Linked DNA regions of Zea mays: region 1 is linked to region 2. The links are chromatin contacts, called in public Hi-C maps. All regions are on one chromosome and are shown on one strand. The core of a region is the stretch at or near the end of the contact, and the rest is flanking DNA. Distances in the headings are between cores, read along the strand shown.

Region 1 (2,700 bases), core at 154-2,653, 520 kb before region 2:
ATTTGTGAAATCAATGCACATTATCCACTTTCCATTGGCCTTCTTCACCATCACAATGTTGGCTAGCCATTTGTAACACCCAAAATCCTATTTTGAGGTTTATAAGGATTATTGCCAAAAATAAAGTTTGAGATAAAATGTCTTTTAATAGATTCCTTTTTTCTTTATAAAGTACATCTCTCCAAAGTTATATGAAGAGTTGGTATTCAAAACTTAGATCCAAAATTTTAAACTAACATTTTGGAACACAGAATAAAAGTAAGACTTTCAATCTATTTATTACTCCCTTTCTAAGCTATAAAGCACTCTTTATAAATATTTTAATAACACTTGGTAAGATTTTATATCAACTTATTCTAAATTAAATAAGTAATAAATGTTCGAATGTATTTTTCAATATTGATACACTCAAGAAGTAATATTTTTTTCTAAAAAATGAATAATGTATGAATTGTCCCTTATTGAGTTACATGTTTCAAAGCATGGATAAAATAATTAATGTATGTAAAGTAAACTCTGCATCCATGTTGAAGTTTTGATTATGTATTTAACGTGAGTTTGAAGTACAAAAGTGATCTAAATCTAAGATTAAATTCAAAATTTAGTTTTGGAAATTATTGGGGGAATAAGAAAACATAAAAAGAAAGAAAAAAAAGAAGACCTACACTACCTTGGCTGAATTCCCTCCCTGGCCCATTTACTACTCTTCTGTACCAGCCTGCTCAGCTTCCGTGCCGACATGTGGGGCCCACCCATCATAGGCCGCTCCCGCCACATCTACACTGGACGCACGCCGTGACACCGGCCATTGGGCCCGCACCGTCAGCGTCAACCTCAAACCCACCAATGTCGGGATCTGTCGCAAACGCATGCCGTGGTTCCCGCGTTGCTCTGCTACCGGTCTTGCGGATTCCTTGGCCCCGACAGATAACTACTGAGCACAGCACCCCCTAGTTGTCTTCATCACGGGAGAGCACCATGAACCAAGGGCTCACGTAGAGAGAGAACAGAGAGGGTCCCGACCACCGCCACCGTCGCTAGTTGAGCACAGCGTAGATTGGTGACTTACGTGCGATGTGGGAGGTGTGCTAGGAGGTGGTGAACATGGGGAACTACATCGCTGAGCGCAGGAGACTGTGAAGGCATGGCGATTTCTCGCCGGATCTTCTCCACCGCCGCTGTGCCGCATGATGCCGTGTCTAGGAATTGTCGACTCCTCACCCGCCGGTACGTCACCCTGATCTAGTCTGCTGGGTTCACCACTACGCATGAGATGGGGCATTGCTATGCGAAATCGCAACGCTCCGACATACCCTCCGCCGTGCTTGCGGGGCGGCGCTGCCTGGGAGGCATCGTGGGAAGGAGGAGAGCGCGGTGGCCGTCCGCCCTTGATTGACGGTCTGGATTAAATATGAGGGTACCATGTCAGTGTTCAAAGCAGGTGCGTTGGATTCGAATCGGAGGATCATGGGTGGATCTCGTTTTAATTAAATCCTCACCGCAAATCTCACAATCAACGGCCGATAGCGCAACCGGTTCACTTGGATGAATGGTCTAATCTGTGCCGATGATTTAGATCTGAGCGGCCCATAATAAATCATACCCCTTCGCCGCACGCCTCTTTACATAAAAGCCCTTGAGGAACTCAAATACTAATCCACCGTCCATGGCTATAATGGAATCCTTACATTTAGGTCCCAGAATTTTGTAAAATAGCCCCTAACTTTATAAAGGAATTCTAGAAATTGATTTATAATATAAAAATAAATACAAAGGGTTAAAAAATCTCTTTCGCGTTTTAACTCCGATTTAACCCGTTCAAGTTGCATTAGCTTCGTAATAAAATTGTCTACGCAGTGGCGACATTATTTGTACCATAAAGCATATTTTTATAAATAAATATTGGTTTAGCCTATGATTAGTAGTTTAATCCTCTTGACCAAAGTTAATCTGGTCCATGATGATAATTTGACTAAGATATTGTTGGGGGCCTTCGTCTCCCGAAGGTCCTCAAAAACATGATTTAACAATGTTTCCCAAGTGTAATATATGAATAGGCACCTTCGGACTCGGGTTAAAATCGTACACGATGTGGAAAGCATGGTCGAGACGAAGGTTGATGCTGCTCCGAAGCTACGCGCAAGGGAGCTTCGGCTCAGCAGTAAAAAAAGGAACCGACCTAAAGGGGAAAATGCTATCTAATCCTCGTTGGGTTGTCCATGAGTCAATAGTAAATATAAAGGGCATAAATGTAATTTTACACAGGCTGCGTCCTGTGCCTATAAATAGATGAACAGTACCCTGTACTGTTCACGCTGACTTGTACTCGCTCGTGCATCACGCTTGTACCTTTGCCTTCTGTCAAACCGAAGGTATAAATGTAATTCAATATAGTTCTTATCCATTCATGATTATATAATAAAAGATATATTAACAGTGTCATATGATTATTCATGTTATTTCTCATGTTTCATATGCTTCGTCTTTCATTGATATATGTTGTGATGATGAAGGTACGTCCTTCATGACTTTTGTTCGAAGATCGTTATGTCCTTAGGGAAATAATACTTCGAAGGACGAAGGGCATTAACCATTAACCTATTTTTGTGTTGCCTTGTTCTTAATTCATAGCATTTGAGAACAAGTCTGCAACATTGGCGCCCACCTCCGGTGTACTCACTTCCACAACCTTTGGCAAAA
Region 2 (2,700 bases), core at 133-2,632:
TGGGTGGTGAGATTATAGGGAAGATTACATTATATTGAATTGAAGTAACTACACCAGACTCCAACTTCACTAGCTTGTCCTATAATTCTGCATCCCCAAAGTCGAGCCTCTTTAGCACATTGTCGATGAAGGCCCTGTTGTTTATCCTCTAGATTATATAATTCAGCTCAAATAAGTTAATAGACAAACGAACTACATAGATTATTAGGTGGATTATATAATCAAGATACTTAAATTATAATAATCTATAAATAGGTCATTAGATGCTTATATAATCTTATAAGCTGAATTATATAATCATATAAGGAAACAAACAGAACCCAAGTCGTTGGATGGATGGTTTTGCACCTCGAAACACTGTTGCGTGCCGGTTTATCCACAGGTTCAGCAACATAAATGGATGACGGTGTTCCTGTGCTGATATGCGATGTGGGAACGAAGGCAGCTTAATCTCCCAAGGTCTGCTGGTCGTCAGATGTTCGGTTGGGGCACCGCCAAACTCGTGCCAGAACGAGCGGGCGATTGGGCATCTGAAGATTATGTGATAGCTGTCTTCATCAGATTGTTGACACAGATCGCGAGTAGGGCTTATGTCCATGCCTTTTTTTTTTCTAATCAAGTTCCCCTTGTGGTTTTTATCAAGGAATATTTGTTAAATATCAAGGAATACAATGACTTTTACAAAATATGACTAATTTTACACAAAACAACCTCTAAAAGACACCATTACAAGGCTTTGAAGACCCTAGTACTGTCAATCTGCTAGAGGGTGTTATTATGTCCAATGTATGATGATGCTTTTGGTATGTATTCTGTCGTATTTTGTTTGTTGGTTGTACTGCAGATGATAAATACAAACTTGTAATAATGTCCACATGGCTGATGAGATTTTGTACGTGAGGCCGTTCGTGCCTAGTGTTGGTAGCTACGAAGAAAATTGTGCTTCTCCCGAGATGTGTAAACAAGATCGACTGAACCCCGACACGGTGCAAACGCTGTGATGCTGCACCTAACTTACAAGAGTGAAGAAAGAAACAGAGATGAAAAGGAAAAGAGGAACACGAGAGAGTTGGCCGGCTAGGTGTGGCTGGCTCCGATCCATTCTAGTTCCCTGAGTTGGGTGCCCGCTGTTATGTTAGATAGACCCACCGAGAGGAACAGTGTGTACACCGAAAAAAGGAGACGCTTGAGAGGGAGAGCTGATTACACAGCAGGATAGCGAGAGGGAGTCAGATAGAGATAGAGCTGGAGGCGAGGGCGGGCCCCGATACCCGCGGCCGGCCGTGGCCAGAGCGTTGGAGGGGAACCACCAGCCACCTCTATTCTATTTAAGCAGCCCCCCTGCTTCACTCGCTCATCACTCACCAAGAACCAGAGAGGAGCTTCATCAGCTCATTCAATTCTCGTTCCATCCCTCGTCTCTTGTGTCCCGCCTCCGTTCCATAATTCACCAGCGTCGTCCTACCCATATCTCCCATCGTCTTCTCCCTCGCGCCATCAGCTTCCCCAAGCCAGCGGCGACCATGATCTCCCCGGACACCATCCGCACGGCCATCGGCGTCATCGGTGAGTAATCGTCAATACCTGCGCGGACTGTACCGTACCGTACCGTACCTCTGCATAGAACGCGCATATACGCACAGAGCATGCTGCAACATGTATGCAGCAGAGAAGGCCAGCCTGGAGCCTGCTGGTTGCTTGCTGCCTCCCTTTGGTAGATGGCACTAGCAGGTCATGTGGGTTGCCGGGCTGTTTTCATGCTCCAGCCTTCCTGCCTGCACGCGCTCACTTCCTCCTTTATTAGTTTCTATCCACCTCTTTTTTTCCTTTTGCCAAGCTTTGCACATGCATGTCTAGAATTCCAGATGTCCTCGTCACAAGCTCTTTTTCATATCCTTGTCAATGAAGCCTTAACCTATTAATTCCCCGGGTTTCCTGGAGATCTAAACATTTTTGTTTCTCATACTAGCTTGGTCATGTTTTTTTTCACTACAGTATGATTCAATTGCAGAGTTCGTTCTTGCGTCAAGCTGGTTATTAAATATTCACCTCTCTGTTAATTTTTTGTTTTTGTCTACTATTTGTTGCAGGCAATGGAACTGCACTCGTGCTCTTCCTCTCCCCAGTGTAAGAATCAATTCATTCATTTTGTCTCTCAGTACAGTAAGAAACAAAAAAAAAAATAAGTTTTAAAAAACATGCAACAATATAATCATAGTACTAGCTAGTACGTGCGCATACATACATACAATTCGACAATTCGTACGACGTATGCATGGCATGTATGAATGCATATATAACACTCACATATATATACATGTGACGTACAGGCCTACGTTCATCCGCATCTGGAAGAAAGGGTCGGTGGAGCAGTACTCGCCGATCCCGTACGTGGCGACGCTGCTGAACTGCATGATGTGGGTGCTGTACGGGCTGCCGGCGGTGCACCCGCACAGCATGCTGGTGATCACCATCAACGGCACCGGCATGGCGATCCAGCTGACCTACGTGGCGCTCTTCCTCCTCTACTCGGTGGGGGCTGCGCGGCGCAAGGTGGTCCTGCTGCTGGCCGCCGAGGTGGGCTTCGTCGGCGCCGTCGCCGCGCTGGTGCTCAGCCTGGCGCACACGCACGAGCGCAGGTCCATGGTGGTCGGCATCCTCTGCGTCCTCTTCGGCACCGGCATGTACGCCGCCCCGCTC

Evidence for each region. Hi-C and Micro-C count contacts between places; a contact is called where the count stands out from the background.
Region 1: a contact with region 2 is called in a Hi-C map of leaf, with 2.4 times the contacts expected there. The contact joins the enhancer-like site here to the promoter of LOC100382256 in region 2. A contact is called at or near these places in 2 of 25 Hi-C or Micro-C datasets (both in leaf).

What each region holds. Positions count from the first base shown.
Region 1 is chr5:130,067,879-130,070,578 of Zm-B73-REFERENCE-NAM-5.0, reverse strand. No RefSeq gene overlaps it. Among protein-coding and RNA genes, the nearest start is that of LOC103629915, 72 kb to the right of the region's middle. Within about 2 kb of position 1,403, at least 16 of the 20 cell types and tissues checked have an H3K27ac peak or open chromatin away from gene starts, as enhancers often do. A contact at or near this core is called in leaf, where this site is marked.
Region 2 is chr5:129,543,187-129,545,886 of Zm-B73-REFERENCE-NAM-5.0, reverse strand. It overlaps LOC100382256 (sugars will eventually be exported transporter4a), which reads left to right and starts at 1,382. Exons shown (of 5, transcript NM_001175008.1): 1 at 1,382-1,566; 2 at 2,091-2,127; 3 at 2,331-2,700. The coding sequence starts at 1,524.